2 separate regions of the Rattus norvegicus genome follow, and region 2 is linked to region 1. The links are chromatin contacts, called in public Hi-C maps. All regions are on one chromosome and are shown on one strand. Each heading gives the region's core, a stretch centred on a gene start, on an enhancer-like site or on the middle of the called end of the contact. The rest is flanking DNA. Distances are from core to core; before and after follow the strand shown. Region 1 overlaps Ptpn4 (protein tyrosine phosphatase, non-receptor type 4). Region 2 has its middle 29 kb from the start of Tmem177.

Evidence for each region. Hi-C and Micro-C count contacts between places; a contact is called where the count stands out from the background.
Region 2: a Hi-C map of psoas muscle shows a contact between it and region 1, with 2.6 times the contacts expected there. The contact joins two enhancer-like sites. A contact is called at or near these places in 9 of 12 Hi-C or Micro-C datasets (the A7r5 cell line, Schwann cells, frontal cortex and 5 more).

What each region holds. Positions count from the first base shown.
Region 1 is chr13:33,479,665-33,486,078 of GRCr8, reverse strand. All of the region lies in intron 1 of Ptpn4 (protein tyrosine phosphatase, non-receptor type 4), which reads left to right. Among named protein-coding and RNA genes, the nearest start is that of Ptpn4, 22 kb to the left of the region's middle. Within about 2 kb of position 2,553, at least 2 of the 93 cell types and tissues checked have an H3K27ac peak or open chromatin away from gene starts, as enhancers often do.
Region 2 is chr13:33,548,393-33,554,806 of GRCr8, reverse strand. No RefSeq gene overlaps it. Among named protein-coding and RNA genes, the nearest start is that of Tmem177, 29 kb to the left of the region's middle. Within about 2 kb of position 3,101, at least 8 of the 93 cell types and tissues checked have an H3K27ac peak or open chromatin away from gene starts, as enhancers often do.

The sequences.
Region 1 (6,414 bases), core at 1,304-3,803:
GTGAGTCTGGCCCATCTAGTTTTATGTTATTGAGTTCAGTACAGAAAGTATGAGACTCTTTCTTCACTGAATTATAGCAACAACTAAGCTAGTCTAATGTCTTATATTGCCATCATTTTACTTTATTTTAAAGTCTAAAGCATTAGAAAATGCAGTTGCAGCAAAGTAGCACCCTTCTTCCTTCTCCTGTTAGTCTCCTCCCACCCCCAGGGCTCTTTTGCTTTCATGTTTCATATTTATGAATAGTTTCACTTATCTGCAAAGAATTTTGATGACTAGGGATTTAGCTCAGTTGATAGAGTGCTTTATTCATGAAGTCCTGACTTTGATCCCCAGAAAATGAACTGGTTGAGGTGTGCACACCTATGTCCCAGATGTGGAGACAGAAGTATCAGGAATTCAAGATCATCTTGGCTACATATACATAGTGAGTTGAAGCTAGTCTGTGCTCCATGAGACCCTGTTGGTGTATTTGTTTAGCTATTTTATTGGGTTCTTATATCTACCACCCTTCTAAACCTTATTCCACCGTAATCCCTTTCAACTCCCTAATACTAGATAGGAGAGAAGGAAGGTTAGAGGGGAAAGGAGGTTATAATACTTCCTGATGATTAGGAGTATTGGGTTCCTAGGGGCAAGTCCCATCTTTGTTGGCAGAATATCCAGCAAACCAGCAAACCAGCAAATGCAGCAGCAAGGAGTAGTGTCACCACAGGCCCTCCCAGTGCTCTCCCCTTTAAAACCCTTTCAACAGTCCCTAGAATGCCAAACATAACTATCTGCAGCTGGCAAACATCACTTCTCTTTTAGAGCACATGACAATCATAGTTAATGTCTGTGGACAAACTGAAACAGCCCCATATCCCACACTTGGGATTAGAACAAAATCATATTCACATAATATAATTGGGTTTTAAAGAAAACAAAATCTTACAAGACCCTATCAAAAAGAGACAGGGTTGGTGGGGGGCATAAAAGCCACCAAGCCTAAGGATCAATTTTATCCTTGGAACCAAATGGTGATAGAGAATTCTGACTCTTAGAAGTTGCCCTCTGACATGTACATGCATGCTGTGGCATTAGTACATTCCTTACCCGTACAGAAAATAAATATTTAAAATGAATAGAGACCTGAAATATAGCTCAGTTGTAGATCACTTTTATAGGTTGCTTTAAGGCCAGCGATTTAATGCCCAACACTGAAAAACAAACTTTTACAGAATTTGGACTTACTACCTATGTAATTGTTTTTAAACAATTATGCCAGCATAAATTAAACAAAACAAAAACAAAAAGACATTCTAATGTGAGAGAGGAGTGTATGCATTTTAAGGTCAAAGGAAAACTTGGTGTTGAGTTGGTTCTCTTTTTCCACAATGTGGATCCTGGGAAATGGAACTAAGGTTCTCAAACTTGGTGATAGGTACCTGTATCTGCACAACTGTCTCATCAACCTAGCTTTGTGTGTGTGTGTGTGTGTGTGTGTGTGTGTGTGTGTGTGTGTGTGTGTTTGTACACTATTTTTACATGTTTCTTGAGTTTTCATCAGCATTTTCTATCAGTTATTTAAGTCATGAGTTGAGCATACTGTGATAGGTAAAACAAGTCTGATCACCTATTTTGTATTGCCTATGAATTGTAAGGGGACTTTAAATTTTTTTTAATTCTTGGAAAAAACATCAAAGGAAAAATAATATTTGAGGACCTGTGAAAATTATATGAAATTCAAACTTCATTATTAGTAGTTTTATTGGAATACAACCACACTGCTTTGTGTTATTTGTGGCTGATTGCATTCTATAATGCTAAAATTAAATTGTTGCACTAGAGATCACCTGACCTGTAAAACCTCAACTTTTACAACTCTAGCTCAGGCTGGAGAGATGGCTCAGCAGTTAAGAGCACTGCCTGCTCTTCAACAGGACCTGGGTTCAATTCCAAGCACCCCCAGAATTCATCAGAAGTGTCTGTAACTCCAGTTCCAGGGAATCTGACTTCCTCACATAGACCTGCCAGCAAAACATCAATTTACATTAAAAAAAATACAAAAATTAAAAAGTATGGCTTCTTATAGGAAAAGCTTTAAAATTTTTATTTTATGTTCATATGAGTATTTTGCCTGTGCGTGTGTGTATGTAACTATGTGACTGTGGGTATGCCTGATGCCTACAGAGGCCAGAAGAGAACTTTGGATCCCTTAAAACTGGAGTTACAGACAGCTGCGACATGCCATGCAAGTGTTGGAAACCAGACACTGGGCTTTTGGAAGAGCAGCGAATGCTCTTTGAGCCTTCTCTCCAGCCCCCTCCATGCAGGAATGTTTTATCAGCTCTGGTCAAGAATATTAAAGTTACTAGGATTGTTTTATTCCCTTGTTGTAGTTGTATTACCAATTATGCAGTTAGATTTATTTATTCAAATTTTGAAAGCATAGACCTTTAAACAGTTTGGCATTAGAAATGATTTAGTTTTAGAACTAGGGAGTATGCAGAGACACTGTAGTCTTGCAGTTAGTTCGTGTAGTCCTGGACTGTCCAGTGGATCATCATTAACTGGAAGTGACAGCTTAAATCTCAGTAAAAACCATTTGAGCCTGAGGGTAACTATCTCAGTGCTGGAGTCTTTGAGTTCATATGAAAGACCTGAGTTCATATGTTCAGTCCTCAGTTCTCATTAAAAGGCAATCCTTAAGCCACATGTATCACATTTTAAATGTTTACTCATATTCATTCTATTCAACAGAGGAGGAAATCATAGCTCAGAGAAATGGAGTGACTGCTTCAAGAAAGAAGCTGTGGTTGTTAAAATTTAGGATATTTATCTCAGTGGCTTTCCAAGCATTCTAAATGTTTTTGTTGTTACTAAAAACAACCTATGCAGTTGATTTTAAAATTCTCCTGCAACACAGTAACTTCAGAATATTTATTTTAAGAACTAATAGTTGGTGTAATGGGTGCCCTGCTTTTGCTGCCTCCTTTATTCATTTGTACAACAAAACTTTTTTGTTGTACAATGACTTATTTAGGAAGTCAGTTTAGAAAGTTTTTTGTTGTTTTGTTTTGAGAGGTTAGGGAGGAAAAAGCTAAGTTAGATAAAATAGCAAAACTAATACTGATTGTCAGGCCTCCTGTAATCTCCCCCGCCCCCCAACACATAGGAGCAGTGAATTCTTATCGTAGTTTAACTTTTTTTTTTGGAGTCAGGATCTCTCTGTTAAGCCCTGGCTGACTTGGAACTTAGTATGTTTCTAGGTTGGCCTTAAACTCAGAGATCCACTCTCTTCTTCCTCTTGAGTATTGTTTGCCACCAATTTAGGCTAACCTCTTAATATGTAATGATAGATATGATTAGAATAGAAATGATTTCATTTCGGTTCTCAGTTTTCTAGTAGTGTTGAGGTAGGTTATACAGTGGATCAAATGGTAGATTCTTTGATGGATGACAGAAAACCACATTAAGAATTATTTTAGCTTGCAGAAGTAAAAGTCATTAAGATATGGTGGGAAGGGTGTCTTTGTGATTAGGTAAATCTGTATTCAAGTGCTTCTCCTAGTTTTGCTTGCATAATCTTGGGTCAGTCACCTAGTCCTTCTAGCTGTCATGCCCAACCTTTTAGCATACTTCAGCAGTGTTCTCTTCTCAAAGTGTATGCTTGAGAGCTGTGCACAAGTTAACACACACACACACAGGCAAAAAAATAACAAAAAAGAAAACCCTCAAGGTTGTAAGTTTATAGGTTTTTGTTTTGTTTTTCACATCTGCATGTGCTATTGCCATGGCCTGGAGCAAACTGCTGCAGCCAAGGGGATTTCTCTCCATGGAAACTAGTGGCCAACCTAGTGAACAGGAGCAATACTTCAGGCCACTGCAGAACACATGGAGTCCAGGGGTGGGGCACAGGCCTTGGTAGCACAGTGTGGGTGGGGATCCCCTAACAACCCTTGGGTTACATGAACCTATAGATCCATATGGCATCAGATGTCTGTGCCACCTAAGTTTAAAGTTTGTGTTGGGTGGTTTTCATAACTACCCTTGGCCATGTGTGCCTGTGGGTTACTGGTTGGACATCTTTGCATCTGCAAAGAGATAAAAATAGTGAACTATCACTGTTTTAAGAGTGAAGTGATAGACACGAATTATTCTAGTTTTTATTGGTATCTAATAAGCTGTGCCAACACTTAGCAGTCACCATTTTATGATTTGTCGATTCTATGTGTGAGGAATTCTAATGTAACAGGGCCTGGAATGATTACTGTTTTCTTTTCTACAATATAATATATGCTTACTGGGCTGGGAATACCTGGGAGTCAGAATGCTTAGGGAATAGAGGGCCCTTTCCAGGCATGCTTGTTTATGTGTCTCATGACTCAAGCATAGGCTCAAGGGAGGCTATAGATTGGAGCTCTTACTTATGAACTTTCCATTGTGGCTGAGGGAGGGAGATATACTAGCTGAATTTTGAGAGAAGTGTCCTTAGAATGAGTAGTCCAAAAAAAAAAAAAATGAGAGCATAAAGCCTCTGATGGTCTTAGAGTCATTAAGGCATTTTCTTCAATACTGGCAATTAAACAGTGTCCTATATGCTAGGCAAGCCTTATTTCTAACCCACCAAATGATTTCTGAATACTTTCTATTGCTTAGCTAATATATGCTCTAGAGGAGATACCATGCTTTGAATAATTCTTAGACCACAGGTTGCTAAATTGATTAAATAGACTAGTTAATCTTTGGAGTCTGATTCCAAAGATTATTAGATCATTTTCTAGCCATCTCAAGTTGTCAGTGTTATGCCCCCTCTGTTAGCCTCTTTTTTTCAACTTTAGAAATAAGGCTGATATTTTCTATGTACCATTTATAGTAATTAGGTATGCATACAATGTATATCTTTCAGGTCTGGTTTTAAAGCTTAGTAGATCTATGTAGAAGAAACTGCTTATGTTAAAGACTAGTACTGGATATTAAATGTTTATTTATTTGAGACAGTTTGTCATAGATCTTAGGTTGATCTTCAGTTGGTTTTATAATCCATTATAACCAAATATTTCTGATTCTCCTGCCTCTACTTCCCATGTGTGGGGTTTAGAGGCTTGGACTATCAGGCCAAGTTCATAATTTAGGTACTAAAGTTTTCAAAGTAGCATGCTGCCCCCTAGGGACAGTATAGTATTTAATCAATTGTGGAAATTTCTAGTCTTTGGCTTGTATAAGCTTGTATTTGGAATAAGTATTAATGTTAAACAGCATTAAGTTTTGGGTTTTTTGTTTGTTTGCCTTGCTTTGGTTTTTAGTCCTTTCCCCTTCCTCCCTTTTAAAAGAGAACTAAGCCTTTATTTCTATGTTTCTCAAATGAAGCTGACTGAGTTGGTTGCTTTGAGGGGATAGTCAAAGAGACCAAGTACCATATCCTCCTCTGATTTCTGACTCTTTTTAGCCTCAGCCTTGGTTAAGGTAGCCAGCAGTAGCAGCAGGGGCAGCGATGATGTCAGTGCTGGTGGCATCCACCTTAAGGGCAGTAACCACAAATACAGATGGATTGGCCAAGAAGGCCTAGACCTTTTAATAAGTGAGAAGGTGTACTCAGTCCCCACAAGACCAGGACCTACTTGTATCCATTGACAATAGAGTGTGGCACCAAGGCCAAAGTCAGGTAACCAGTCTGCAGACAAGCACAGGCAACATCTGGACACCTTCTAGGATGCCAGAATGCAGAGTCAGCTCTGGGATGCTAAGTACTTCCAGGTTGTAAAGGCTGCCATTCTCGGGCTGGAGAGATGGCTCAGCGGTTAAGAGCACCTGACTACTCTTCCAGAGGTCCTGAGTTCAATTCCCAGCAACCACATGGTGGCTCACAACCATCTGTAAAGAGATCTGATGCCCTCTTCTAGTGTATCTGAAGACAGCTACAGTGTACTTATATATAATAAATGAATAAACCTTAAAAAAAATAAAAAAGGCTGCCATTCTCAAACATCTGTTCAATGATCATCCCAGAGGATGAAAGGGGGGATGTTCAGCATGTTCATAGTGTGGTTTCACTGGCTCCTGCTTTGTCCTCAGTTTTTATTGGCTGTACATCACTAAGAATATCAGTGGTACCTCTGGAGAAGTTCAGTGGTGATGCCTAAAGCCAGGAAGAAAGAAGTTATCAGACCCCTAATTCAGTCTTCTGGGCTGGCACCAGAAGTTGGCACCTTATTGGCCAGCAGCATGTCCCTAATCTTGATAAGGTCCTCAAAGTCCGCAGATATGAGGCGGCAGTTTCTCCAGAGCTTGGTTATTTGCCAGATGCCCCCCCCCCCCCCGTGTGTGTGTGTGTGTGTGTGTGTGTGTGTTTGTGTGTTTCTAGCTTCTTAATCAAAAAATTAGTTGTCCATAGGTTTGTGGACTTATTATGTCCAGGTCTTCAATTTGATA
Region 2 (6,414 bases), core at 1,852-4,351, 68 kb before region 1:
CCCAACCACTCTGGCTTTGCAGAACGGTCCCGGCATGTGGCTCTAAACACAAGGATGGCTTCTACTTACATGATTCGTGTGTGAAATCCCTCATACCTGTGTTCAAGCAGCGTAAGTTCCTTATTGCCATCTAATAATCAGCCTATAGTCAGTCTCTCAAATGTTCCAAAGACGCCCACGTTGCTGTAAGTTTGTTGGAGTCTGGGTTTCAGCAAGATCCACACTGATTGGTGGGTGTGTCTCTTGCCTGTCTTTTCCTCAGGCGAGGAAGGAACTCAGAGCTCTGTGAAGGCTACTTCACTGTCTTTTAATCTTAGTCTCTCCATCAGCAAATACCAAGCTCGCCATGTACCTGTTACACTCTTATTACTGCCATAACCACACCACACACACACACACACGCACACACACACACACACGCGCGCACACACACACATGCACACGTATACACACACACAGACACACACATACAGATAGATACATGTTTTAAAAAGCTAAAAATGAACCTGTAGACTACACTCTCTAACCATGTCTGTGCCTAACAGATCCTCTGTGACAATGGCTGTTTTGAGATTGTGCTGTTAACTAATGATTGGTGGTTTCCAGCTAAAACTCCCACCCCATGCCCCAATCCCTTTGAATTTACCACCACAAGAACCAGAAGCTTTTGATGGTTACTGATGATCTTAGATGATACATACCACACTTGCAACCCATCAAGACAGAAAGCAAATTGGTCATCACCAGGGGCTAGAGGAGAGGGGGATGGGAAGCCTCTGATGGCTTCATAGGGTGAAGAGATGCGGTGAGGAAAGGCCTTGAAACAAGGTAAGAGAGGGGGGTTATACCACATTGTGAATGTCCCAAATGCCACTGAATCGTTTGTTCTCAAAGGTAAATTTCATGTTATGTGCATTTTACCCAGTAAAAATAAATACAGTCCACTTGACCAATTTCAATCAACTCAGCTCTGTTAGAATGAACCACACCCTGGCTGTACCACTATTTCAGACCATATGAGCAGAAGACAGAGCTTCTGGGGAAGTTCAACTCTCAGACCATATGAGCAGAAGGCAGAGCTTCTGGGGAAGTTCACTGGAGTTGAGGAATCACAGTATCAGGGATTGCTTGGGGGGGGGCATGCTCGAATTGGGGGGTCAGCATAGGAGAATCCCCTTCTGATGAGGTGAGCCTGTCAGAGTCTGTCCCTCAATTGGACACAGGTTGCCCAGAGGAAGGGGTCTTCAGGTGAGCAGTTCACATGCCTAACATGTGTCTATACCTTTAGGGACCGTGTGTTCCATAGCACCTCTCATGCAAAGGGCTTTCCACTGTCAGCAGGAGTGGAGGAAGGGCAGGGGAAGGACCCCAGAAACACTGTCCTCTGGAGATGGTATTTGGATACCTGGCATAGAAGGACCCATAAAGCCCAGGGGAGAGGAAGCCTCAAGTGTCCCCTGAAGATATTCACAACCTTCCTCTACGTCTCCTCAAAATCCCTAAGTACAGGGAAGGAAAGGGGCCAAAAGAGTAAGCAAGGGCTGGGAAGCGGGCTTCGGTCAGAAGACTTTGCTTGTATTTGATTTTGCAGAACCCACACACACCAAAAGCTGTGTGTGTGGTGTGCAAATACTTGTAATCCCAGAGCTGGGAAAGCTGAAATGAGTGGACAACAGGTGCTCACAGTTAGACAGTCTGGGCATAGCAAAATGCTTCAGCTCAAGTGAAAGACGCTGTCCCAAAAAACCAGAACAAAACAAGACAAAACACCTGCTGAGATGTTTGTGGATAAAGACTTTTGCGGACAAGCAGGACAATACGGACGTGATCCCTGGAGCTCAGCAAGTGGAACAAGAGAACCAACTCCCTCGAGCTGTCTGTGCAGGAAGGTCCACTACTAGACTCACACTTTCCTTCTTTTAAAATATTTTTTTATGTGTGTGTGTGTCTGTGTGTGTCTCTGTCTCTCTGTCTGTCTGTCTGTCTGTCTGTGTGCGTGTGTGCATGTGCCATATCATGTGTGAATAGGTGAAAGGATACCTCTATGGGATGGATTCTTTCTTTCGATTTTTAAGTAGATTCCAGGGATCAAATGCAAGTTGCCCACCCCAACCCCCGGCCATCTCACAGGCCTAAATTTACTGTTCTCTATGAACTTAACCCTCTCCTAACCTAAGAGAAGCTTTGCATAAGGCTTCCTTCCTTTCTTCTTTTCCTCTTCCTCTTACTCCTCCTCCTTTTCTTCCTCCTCCTCCTCTTCCTCCTCTTTCTCTTCCTCTTCCTCCTCCTCTTCCTCCTCCTCTTCCTCCTCCTCCTCCTCTTTCTCTTCCTCCTCCTCCTTCTCCAACGGGCCTCATGCATCCCAGTCTGACCTCTAATTCGCTAGTAGTTGAAGATGATCTCCAACTCCCTGTGTGTGAATGAAGGTGTGTGCAAGCCTCGGCAGCTGTGTGGAGGTTGGGGTAGAACCTCAGAAGTCGGGCTGAGTCTCTTACCTTGTTTGAGGCAGGGTCTCATCGCCTCTGACTAGCTCATGGCTAGCTGACCATGCCATGGGCTGGCAAAGCTCTCCTGTGTCTGCCTCCCATCTCACCCCAGAAGGGATCACAGACACGCACTACTGCATCCAGTCTTTGCATGGGTTCTCATATTTATACAGTAAGTGTTTTACCCACTGAGCCATCTTCCCCATCTAAACTTTGAACCTCTGATCCTCTTGCCTCCACCTCTCAAGTGCTAAAATTATAAAAGTGCAAGAACTCTACCAACTGAGCCATCTCTCCAGCCCACGGCTAAGCCTTCTGCATTAAGAACTATCAGAGAGTTCAAGATGTCTGAGCCCAAGAGTGATAAGGGACAAGGCCAGGAATGCAGCCAAGCAGGTGAGCGATGGCTGGATGGTGGGCAGCTCTGGGTGCCATCTTGGAGAACTTGGGCCTTGTGGGAAGAGCGGAGCAACCATGGCAGACTTGGTTATAAACAGACAGGAAGACTGCGTGAATGCACAAGTGAGAACGAGGGTGGGTTCTGCAGCGGCAGGAGGGAGATACAGAGAAGGCATCATCGGGAGAAACAGGGGCAAGTCCAGCCTGGAGGGCTGTCAGTTGCAAAACGACATCCGATCCAGCCGGAGGTGGAACCGTCCTGGGTAAAAATGGAAGCAGCCAGCGATTGCTATTTATAAAAATAACTACAAAGGCTTGACAACCCAGAGAGAATGCTGAAAAAGTAAATTGAGGGCTGTTGGGGAAATGTTCAGTGATTCTCATCTTCAAAGCATTTCTCAGACATGAGCTCATGGCTCCTCCTTCCAGAGCAGTCCAGGGGAGAAGGACAGTGGGGGAGGGGAGGCAGAACATGGGTAACCACCCCACGGGGGCAGACACCCACCAGAGGTGCTGCTACTCTCCAACATCACTCCCAAATGTTCACTTTTCTAAATGGCATCTTGTTCCTCTCACCTGCCTGGTATGTTGTGACAATGGGGAGAGCAGCCACAGAGCAGCCAATGCCAGGAATTGGGCTAGGTCGCCATTAGTGCCAGGACCTAAGATCCAGGTGACAAAGGCCAGGAAACAAGAGACTGCCTGGGGTCTCTTGCTGATCAGGGGTCACTCTGACAAAGGATGGAGGCAGACCTCTGGCGGAGACATGGGGGACTTGGCATACTTAAAGTCCCTCTTGTGAGGGGGTTCTGTGGATACAAACTCATGCTTGTGAGACAAATGTGTCCCTCACTCATCAGACCAACTTTTAATTTCTGATCCTCCTGCCTCCACCTCCCAAAGGCTCAGACGATCAGTATGTGTCATCATGCACAGTTCATGGAGTGCTGGGGAGACTTTGTGTTTCTTGCCGAGTGCTGTGGATTGAATCCAGGGCCTCATGTGTGCTAGGGACACGTTATACCCACTGAGATTTGTTCTCGGCCTATGGCTTCATCTTTTATGTTAGGGAGTAGCAGAGAGTTTACCAGAAGAAGTGCTTGTCCTCAGACAAGGTGACAGGGAAGGCATGGAAGGCACCAGAGGAATAGGAGGCATATTTCACCACAATCCCCCCAATAGTTGGAAAGAGCTAAGAGCTGGCCAAGTTCCTACCGCTGTGAGCCCTACATGGAGGAAGTAGACTGTAGTATTGGGGCATCTCATCTAGCAGCAGTGATGAGATCTCAACCCATCTCCCTGACGCTCTTACTCCTGCTTCTACTCTGTCCTCTCCTCTGGAAACGTCTATGAATGTTCCCAGAAGGAGAGCATGTTTGGTAGCTCTTCCGTGTCCCCAGCAGCCCAGAGCTGGTTTCGTCAAGACCATCCATCCCATTGAGTTGTAAGTAACTGGTTGCTTGTCTCCCAATGAAATCCCAGCCTTTCAGGCAACACAGGAGCCAGCCTCCCCTGCTTGCTTATAGTTTGTGCTTTCCACAATTCGTCTCACCCAGGTCTCCTGCAAGGAGACCTGTAATTGGCCTGTGTCTTAGGGCAGCCTCCCAAGAGGTCAGGGTAAGCAGAAAAGCTAGGGTTGTTGCAGTAAAAATAAAAATGGATCAGAGGCTACCGGTACCGTGTGGATCCACGGGAGCCATGCACTCCGGCTGTCCCTCTGCCAGCCACTTTCACACACTGTCCTTAGCCAGCTGTTACACACCTGACACACATATCGAGTTCTGAGGGCCGTTCTATCATGGCGCCACACCACGCTAGCCCCAGGCATTCTATAGCCTAGCACAGCTTCCAGAACTGAGACAGTTTGTCTCTCTGCCTGCCGGGAACTTTGCTCACATCCCCTGTAGCCCAGTAAAATCAAAGCTCTAGAAACTTGTAGTTTAACAATTAGATTTATATGTTAAATTCTCAATCTATAATACATCCACACAATGAATTTATAACCAATTGATATAAACTGCCCACCTAGATAGGATAAATTTGCCTACAGAAATCCATCCCAGCTACCTTTGCAATTCAAGACCACCCAGATCTGGGTCATCATTCCCCATCTCCATCTTGATTCTCCCACTTCTCCTCCTCTCTCCTTCCTAGATCTCCCTCCCCCACCTACCCTTCCTTCTCATTCAATGACAGGCTTTGCCTTATCCTGGACCTGCCTTGCTGCATAATGACATCATCCTACACTGGGTTAGGTCAGGAATTAGGATGCTGTGATTTGAATATCCACTCGGAGGAAGTGGGTCACTGGGGGTGGGTCTTGAGGTGTGATAACTCACCCCCACTTCCTATTCACTCTGCTTCCTGACTATGGGTCCAGTGTGACCAGCCAAACCTCCTGCTTCTGCCATTAGGCGTCTCCAGGGACATATCCTGTTGAACTGTAGACCAGGATAAACCCTTCCTTCCTTAAGTTGCCATTGTCAGGTATTTTTGTCACAACAGGGAGACCATTATATGTGGCCTAACCTGCAGGTGCAGTGACCAACAGGTCCAAGGGAAGATTACATTCCAAACGCTCTCAGTGTATAAGAAAGGACCGAGTGCTGGGGTTCATCAGTGGACAGAAAAGGTCATGGAGTTTAAATGAGCGATGAACCGCATGTACACAAATCAACAAGGTAACCCATGTTGGGGAATGTAGCTCAGTGGTAAGGATTTTACCTAGGACGTGGGAGACCCTGGCTTCACTCCCCAGCACTGACTGACTGTGAGGTGTCCATGCTGTGACCGGACCAAATGCCCTTGAACTTCTCCATAAAGTCTTCCTCGAGTCCCTTTTCTATAGTCAGGACTTCCCTTCCTTCGGGGAAGGAGCTCAGAGGTTAAGTGCCAGTTTGTCCCTTGCGTTCCCTGCACCCATCCCTTCCTGGCTGGGAGACGAGCGCTACCAGAGATCCTGGCATGGAAAGAGCTGCCAGCTGGTCCCATACCCACATCTTTTGAGTAAATTTTTCCCAAGCATATGTACACACACAAATACGCCTTCTGCAGAATGCAGTGAAATTATCTATCACGAAGGCTGGGGAAAATATGAGGCCATGAAGTCAAAGCTATGCTTTGGGACAAAGTTCAGTTCTCACCAAGAGAGACTCTATGTCACTCTGGCTTTCGGGTATGGGATTTGAATGTCAACAGATAGCGTCTGTCTTCCAGAGACTTAGCCATGAGTGTCTAATTTCCTGAGAAAGGCTTGTCCACCCTGGCTAACCAGATGCTGCTCAAGACAGGTTGAAGTATCCCCTCCTGGAGCCTTAAGATGTAAATGAAACCATTCATGGTGGCATACACGGAGGAGGCAGAGGCAGGAGGATCTCTGTGAGTTCAAATCAGCTGATTTCTGTAGAGAGAGTTCCAGGACAGCCACGGTGTGCTGACCAGTTTTATGCCAACTTGACTGAAACTAGAGTCATTTGAGAAGAGGGAACCTCAGTTGAGGAAAGGCCTCCATAAGATCTGGCTATAGGGC